Linked DNA regions of Mus musculus: region 1 is linked to region 2. A link is a contact called in public Hi-C data. All regions are on one chromosome and are shown on one strand. Each heading gives the region's core, a stretch centred on a gene start, on an enhancer-like site or on the middle of the called end of the contact. The rest is flanking DNA. Distances are from core to core; before and after follow the strand shown. Region 1 has its middle 360 kb from the start of Gm25387. Region 2 has its middle 210 kb from the start of Vrk2.

Region 1 (3,833 bases), core at 1,041-3,540, 160 kb before region 2:
GTAAGGGTGTCCTCTCCCTTCCCTCCGGAAGCAGAGGCTCTGAGGCTGCCAGGTAAATGGCACACACACATTGCATAGAGCATATCTCCACAGGCCCCATAGCAACGACTTTCAACTCTTTTCCTCTCCTGATTTGCTCTTTCTCCCTCTATCACTAGCCCTGATCAATGCAGCAGGTCAGCCTGAAAGAATGGACAGCCTCCAAGCCACATACATTTAAACCACTTTAATGCAAATATTGATCTTAGGAAAAAGGACACAGAATGGGCTCCCACCCCCTACATACACACACTTTTTAGTGAACGTGCCTTTTTCCTAGGGTTCTACTACCCATAATAAAATAAATCCCGTAGAGCAGTATTCTAGCATCTTTTATTCACAGGAATGCAGAAGTCACCCAAGAGATGGGCCAAATTCAATGCCAAGTATGCAAACCTCCTTTGTAGGTACTTTGGTAGACTATTGAGTCATATTCTCTTAATCACGCTTGGAACCCTTCTCATATTTCCTAGGGGAGCTATTCTGGTCCACACAAAGGCACACTATCAGAGTGGGTGTGGTATTTTGAATCACAGGAGTAGTTGTGCAACACCCATGTCCACTATTCGAACATTTATTTCTTGTGTACCCAAGATTATCAAAGCATTGTAGCAGAAAGCCACTGTCCAAGAGGCAGAATTAGCAACAGCGTCCAAGTAGGAGCTGAAGCCCAAAAGGAGAGAGATCAAGGGCAGGAAGGAATTCTAAGGGCCACTTTGAAATTCGAAACTAAAAAGATCTGATATTCTATCTGTAGGCATTTTCAGGCTAGAATAGGGTGGCGGTTGGGAGGGGGAGAAAGGAGAAGAAAAACTGCGTGTACAAAGAAAGCTTGCTTGGCCTGTGGCCAAGAAAAGAGGCATCACAAACTGGGAGGAGTTTGAAGGCAACACAAAAGAACCTAGAGCCAAAGGACAGAGGGGGAGACAACCCAACTTAAAAGCTCTGGGCCAATGCTGGTTGCTTCAAAGCCGTGCTAGCTTCTTATACATGTTTGTCTCCCCCAACACCAAGGGTTTGTCACTGCTGTTGTCATCTCCAGTGACTGGAAAGCAAAATAAAGCTGCACAGGCTCCCCCACCTCTACTGAGATGGCTTCAGACATGGAAATAGCCCAGTACAACCTTCACCACAAAGGAGCGTTCCTCTCTCGCTTCCCTTTGCTCCCTGAGACGCATCTTTATGCAAAGGGGCAGATGTCATCATGACAGGGACCAGGAGATGTGTACATCAGGTGGACAGAATGTTCACTGTGGGCTTATCAGCCTAAAAGCTGCAGATAACTGGAGGTGAAGAGAGAACTGAGTGGTATGCAAAGTGGGAGGCCAGCTAGGCAGAAGGAAGCCTTTGACCTTGGAGAGGCGAGGCGGAGTCGTACCAAAGTGTAGGGTGGGAGTGGGGGAATGGAATGAGGAATTCCGTGCTGTAATATATTCTGGTAAAAATGGGGCTGTCATCTTGAGCTACAAGTTAGAAAGTTATTACTTTTAATATGCCACTACCTTAGGCCTATACTGTTATGTAAAAGAAAAATAACCTTGTGTGACAGTTTAACATTGATCGATGTGCCTGCCAAACGCGAAGAGATAAATAAGCAGGTGATGAATAAACACCACTTCAAGTAAAGACATTACGCCGCATGCATAAAACGGCGCCAGGCACCTAGGAGCTGTGGGTGGCCGAAGGTTGGCCATTTCATGCCCACTCAGTAAAGCAGACTTAATCGCTTCCAATATTTTCTGTTAAAAAGCACGCTTAATGAGCCAATTTCACAAGCCCAGAGAAACTGATTATTATCTCCGAGTTCCAACAGAGTTGGTTGTTTTCCAAGAGCCAGCTCTTTTTTTTCCTTGATGGGATAAAATCCTTTTTTAAAAGAGAGAGAGAAAAGAGAGAGGGGTGCCAGAAGAGAGAGAGAGAGAGAGAGAGAGAGAGAGAGAAGAGAGAGAAGGGGGAGTGAGAGAGGGAGGGAGGGAGAGAGGGAGGGAGGGAGGGAGGGAGAGAGAGAGAGAGAGAGAGAGAGAGAGAGAGAGAGAGAGAGAGAGAGAGAGAGAGAGAGAGAGAGAGAGAGAGAGAGAGAATATGTGAGCCAAGGAGCCAGCCTGAGGGCACAGACTCCTGCTCACCAGGCAAGAATGGCCGCTAGATGGCAGTGTTACCCTGCAATCTGCCCCAGGGCCCAACTAGGTCTGGACAGAAAGCTAGGAGGGTAATTAAAGCTCAAAGCAGCCGCCTGAAGAGTTCACACCCTACCACAGTGCAGGCCCTTTGTCCAGTTTCTTCATGCCCAAGCAGCTAGAAGGCAAGAGACAAAGGGACAGCCCCCAAAGGCCTCCGTCCCTCTAACAAGCAAGGTTTGAGCATTGCCTGCTAGGCTTCCTTTCTTTGGGTGCAAGAGTCCTTTCTCTGGTGACATATTTACACGGAGAGCTTGGCCATCACTGTGTACCTTACAGGATGAAGCAGACGACTACTGGGGGCAAAAATTCCAGAAGACAGAAATCTCACCTTTACCTTTTTTTATTTTTTTCAGGAGAGTGGCCCCTTTTCTTTTCTTTTCTTTTCTTTTCTTTTCTCCTTTTCTTCTCTTTTTCTTTTCCTTTTCCCCTTTTCTCTTCTATGCACTTTGCACACTCCCCCGCCCCCACAACGTTTGTTTTTGTTTGTTTTTGTTTTTGTTTGTTTGCATAGTTTCAGTAAGAGGTCTACAAAAATGGATACGAATAGGGTGGAAAATGGATACGAATAGGGTGGAGGGAAAGAGAAAGACAGTGCCCATGATGGTGAGAACAGGAACATATAACACTTTGTGTTTCTGACTGAGTTCATGAGAAGGCAGCTCACTGAAGGCCTGAGAAGTACTTTTCTTTCTGGTTAGAAGTTGCTCCTGTAATAACAGACTATGACAGAAAAGCATTCGTATTTTCTCGCCTTGTTTTATAAAATGACAGGTGCATAAGGAAACAAACACCCAAAGATGGAGGGAAAGGTGTGTGTTTGCTTGCTTGTGCTTGGTGAGGTCCAGCTCGCCAAGGCTAGCAAGGACCCTTGAGGTCTTTTGCCTGTCCTTTTGTCTCCAGGATGACACCTGCCCAGTGAGGCTCTTGAGTAACTTCTCTGCTTCGGGTGCCTTCTCCAGTCACCTGTGGTAAATACGCTCTGGAGTTGGTCCTTTCTACAGTTCCGTTTCTGTTTTATCCCTAGCATCTCTGCTTTGCTGCTCTACAGAAGCAGACTCCAAGTGGTATTTTCTCTGAAGCTTCTAAATGCTCCTCAGACGTCCTGATTCTTCTCTGTAATGGACCAATCGTTGCTAAGCATTACTTCATTCTTCTCTCATAGGTGTCTAGAAGTAAAAGATAAGAGCCGAGAATTATTTTTGCTCTATTGCTAACTCTCTTCTCCTTTGAATCATCAGAGACAAAATTAACCTCAAAATTCATGAATTTAATACTTCTGTCACACATCTTGAGAACATTCTCTTACAGAAAAAGAACACACATCAATTATTTGGTTAGCTGATAAGAAATGAAAGGCCAAGTTTGGAAAATGTTCAAGTTTTCTATGAATATTCATAAATAATGAACTTGCATCTCAAAATTTTCGCATCACAAAAGTTAAAAGAACATACATAGTAAGTGATATCTGAATGTATCATTTCTGAGAGGGGAGGGTCCCCCAGACGTCCACTGTCTTTTCCCACAACAGTGTGTTAGGCACTGTGAACAGAGCCTGGGTCTACTGTCCTCGAGCACACTGGCTGGTGGCTTCAAAACAGTAATGAGGTCAAGGAG
Region 2 (4,262 bases), core at 542-3,041:
AGACCTTTTGACCTCTCTTCTTTGGACTCAGTGCTTTTTTTGTATTCCTGTTTGAACGTGAAAAAAACCATAGACTTCGCCTCTTTTTCTTACAGAACACTCATAATATTCAGAAAGTTGAATACAAACAAAAACATGAATACTAGATTCCTGTGGTCTTTGCACATAAACCTTGAATTTCAGTGTCTTAATTCCTCCATTTAAGAATATAGTTTCTGAACCTCATGAATAGAAATCATGGGTGTTTTCAACACATTTTGCATACAGTTTAAGTTCTGTGCTACAACCTACTGGCCACTTGCTCTGAATTTTATTTTCACCCTCTGACAAAAAAGAAGCAAGACTTTCTTGAGTTATGTTATTTTAAACTTCAAATATATGTCCCATGTTTTGAGGCCATGAATCAAAAAGATCTGTCACCTGTTAATGAAATCCTCCATGTTCTGTGGTGTTGAAAGCATGGACTAGGCTCGTGGTATAAGACTCAGCTTTCATTCTGGCTCACTGAGGCCTCTTGTGAGTCATGTACTTTTGCTGAGTTCCATCTTCCTTGTTTCCAAGTGAGACTTCTCGGTCTTTCATGAGCATGCTAATCACCAAGAGATTTTTTATTTAAAAAAAAAAAAAAGATTGTGATCTGTGTGTGAGCCTAAATCCCAAACCTGCAACAAGCTCCCAGGATACCTTGAAACTATTCCACAGGCTACACAACAACTAGCAAGGGATCTGATAAGTTAGAAGGTAACTGACGTATAATTTGATGCTTCAACGCTATTATCCATGAGAAGGAATGCCAGGTGTCCTCAAATAAGGATCGAGCACTGTGATGAGCATGTATACAAGCCTTCACAATAGGCAAAGATCTTTGTGTCCATTTAGTCAGTAGAGAATGTTGAAGAGGAATCTGACTCTGAAACTCGGATTCATTAGCTCACTGTGGTCTATCTAGGTCTAGGGAGCCTGCTCAGTCCTCACCTCTGAATGCCTGTAATCAAACTCCATGATTTCCATGGTCACCATTGCTCTCCTTGTTTGTTCTCCAAATTTGGGGAATCCAAGGGGAGCTGACAGCTTTAGTTTCATACACAGACATATATTTATGTATGTGTTTAAAATTACCCAAATATTGTTCAAATCTAAGGTTTGTCTTCTAAAGCTGACTTAACACTGGTGTGTTTCTTTTTCATCTTTCTCCTATTTTTCTGCTTCCTTCTATTCATCAAGGACAGAAAAGCATCTCAGGCCAGCATGTGCATTTCCAGTTTCACTGCTACAGTACATGAGTTCTAGATCTTAAAGGCCAAAAAGCATCTATTTGACTAAAGAGCTATAAGGCAGCCATAAAAATTATGAATCACAGAAATAAGCAATTAGTGTTATCTTCAATTGCTTTATTGGCAGTATTCACTCGTTAGAGTAGAGGCAGCCATAAAACAGATTGCAACATACTGTATAACAGCATATGGGATTTTACATTATAATGCTATTCTCTGCCAAGAAGTTATATTTTCTTTTGAATGCATGGGACAGATTAGCCCAAGGTTTCCAGCATTAGAAGTGGATGACCCTCACTCTTTTTGTAGTTGTTGTTAAAAAGCAATTCCTGAACTTATGACTAAATCTAAGTGAGTGACATGGAGAATGGGGCTGTACTTCATGACTGCATCCCAGACCTTTGGAGACTGGGCTGGGCATGCCATGGCACTCCCGCAGATAATAAAGTCAATCTCTAACTTGGTAGATAGAGGGAGACTGGAGGGTTTGCCAGTCTTTCCAAACCAGCTGGTGTCATTTCTGGAGGAGCCTGCTCATGTGCCCATCTCATCACAGCTAAATGCCACAAAGGACACTCTTAGCAAGGGGGATAGAAATAAAAGAATGAGGATTGTTAGTAATACAGCAAAGATGGGATGTGTATTTAACTTTGAGAGAGGTCTTCCCTATATCTGACTGCCATTTTTACTAACTGTATATGTGAAAACAGGTTGCAGATTACAGATAGAGTTTCTATAGGACTTGCAGGACACACAGCAAGAAGGAACCCAGTCCCCACTCTGGAGTTCATGACTCTCCACATCCCCTCACACACTTACACATTTTCCATGTTTCAGTATAGTTCGCCAGGAACATGAGGCCTTTTGTGATCATAAAAAGATAAAGCAATATAAGCATGTGTTCTGGAAGGGTTTGGGGAGGTGTGGGGAAAGGGAGTGCCTCAGCGGGCCCAGGCCAAGGCATCCCTACCACATGAGAGACCAGCCACAGGACAGTATAGCATAGAATAGAGTTTATTTAGGGCATGGGGAGGCAAGGTAAGAGAGTAGCAGAGGCAGAGAAAGGCGGAGAGGAGAGAAAAGAGAAGTAGAAGCTGGCCATGGCCACATGGAGATGGGGGGAGAGAAAAGGGGGGAAGGGAACAAGGGGGCAAGAGGCAGGAGAGAGGCAAGGGACCAACTGAGAGAGAGAAGGGGGCAAGCAGACCCTTTTATAGAGCCAGGCCTACCTGGCTATAGCTAGATAACCATGGGGAGGGGCATTCCTGGCTGTTGCCAGGTATCTGTGGGGTGGAGTCCAGACAGGATACCAACAAGGCAAAAAGCTCATTTTTCTGTTTCAACAGTTCAAATATGGAAGAAAAAGAAAACCATGTATCTGACTGGGTCTGTTTCCAAGACATGAGGTAGCAAATAGGAAAGTACTGAGAGGTAAGATTGCAGGCAAAGGAAGCTCTTGTAGGTTCAAATTAGAAGTCATATTACTGAACTCAGTCTTGACAGAATAAATATTAATCATCAAATGTGTTTATGTCACTCAACATATATTTCAAATGTGTTTCTATGATGGCTAAAATACATTGGGGTTGTGGGTGGGAAAAAAAAAAAACACTTTTTATAGAACTTCCAATGTGAGAGAACCTAACCCATAGTAATTAAAAAGAACAAAGGAATATGTTTGAATTAGTGTTTGAGTGTTCCCTACCATTTATTCAAATCTAGCAATGTCTATACAATTTGATAAGTTCTTCAGAGTCCATGCATAATGCAATCATGTTAAAAACCAATGTTAATCTTAGGGACAGTATGCTCATTTAAGGGGTTTTCTTTCTTTCCTTTTTTTTTTATTGGATATTATCTTTATTTACATTTCAAATGTTATCCCCATTCCTGGATTCCCCTCCTTAAAACACCCTCCCCCTCTTCCCTCCCTCCTCCCTCTGCTCACCAACCCACCCACTCCTGCTTCCTGGCCCTGGCATTCCCCCACATAATATTATAATATTATTAAAATCATTGTAATATGCTTATACCATTGGAAGATTATTCTGAATGATTAGAAAAACAAATGGCAATGCCCAAACACCACAGAGCTGCCCACTTCTGCCTTATGGCAATGCCCAAGCACGACAGAGCTGCCCTGTTCTTCCTGATTACTCAGGCTGATATGTCATCTTCTATTTCCATAAGACATTTTTTTTTCTCTCTTCTTTTCATTTTGTGAAAAGATCAATTAGAATACAAATACAAGCTTTTTGCAACTTCATCCTGCCTGTGCTGTTTACGGCCCCTGCAGCTTTTGTATATTTGTACATTGTTTAAATTCCTCTTCAGCTCTCAGGAATTTATTTGTAAAGTTGCATAATGACCACTATCACTACCTGGGTGCTTGAAAACAAAGGGATTTGTCACTGGAGTAATTTCTTCTGGATGATTGCCTCCTTGCTTCCTTTTAAGGAGAGGCAAAGCTGGTGATTTTCTATAGCTCATACATGAGGCCCTCTTTAAAATCTCACATGGAAACACACTCCAAAGCAGGAGCGACTCCAGAATTTGAGGTTGATTCCTGCTGACCAGGAGGGGTTTCACAGACATTCAGCATACAATGAGATATCGACCTATTGCTTCAGTAGTATTTCCTCAAAGGCCATTGCATTTTCTAAATTTGCTAATTTGGTGGCCCCAGGTTTTATTTTCAAAAGGACTAGTTTGTAAGTGTTAAGAAACAAGTTGTTGCTCTGATTTCTAAGACAGGAGAGTCAAGGCACTACATGCCTTTAATGAGTCATTCATACGTGTCCATGTTTATGTGTGCATGTTTATGTGTGCATGAGTGTGTGGAGGCAGGGGAGTCACCAAGAGTTCTCAGAGTCCAATTACAGAGAGACCCAAAGCTAAATGTTTCGTGGTTTTGTTTTGGTTTTGGTTTTGTTTTTTTCACATATTTTTGTAATCATGATGCAATGTCATTTAACTGAGTATTGTTTG

The links. Hi-C and Micro-C count contacts between places; a contact is called where the count stands out from the background.
Region 1: a Hi-C map of cortical neurons shows a contact between it and region 2, with 2.6 times the contacts expected there. The contact joins two enhancer-like sites. A contact is called at or near these places in 3 of 39 promoter capture datasets (embryonic stem cells, hippocampal neurons and stem cell-derived epiblast-like cells), 9 of 484 Hi-C or Micro-C datasets (cerebral cortex, cortical neurons, embryonic stem cells and 2 more), 2 of 115 datasets of contacts at active chromatin or transcription factors (embryonic stem cells and neural progenitor cells) and 1 of 9 other capture datasets (embryonic stem cells).

What each region holds. Positions count from the first base shown.
Region 1 is chr11:26,960,153-26,963,985 of GRCm38.p6, reverse strand. No RefSeq gene overlaps it. Among named protein-coding and RNA genes, the nearest start is that of Gm25387, 360 kb to the left of the region's middle. Within about 2 kb of position 2,290, at least 31 of the 459 cell types and tissues checked have an H3K27ac peak or open chromatin away from gene starts, as enhancers often do. A contact at or near this core is called in cortical neurons, where this site is marked.
Region 2 is chr11:26,799,905-26,804,166 of GRCm38.p6, reverse strand. No RefSeq gene overlaps it. Among named protein-coding and RNA genes, the nearest start is that of Vrk2, 210 kb to the right of the region's middle. Within about 2 kb of position 1,791, at least 10 of the 459 cell types and tissues checked have an H3K27ac peak or open chromatin away from gene starts, as enhancers often do. A contact at or near this core is called in cortical neurons, where this site is marked.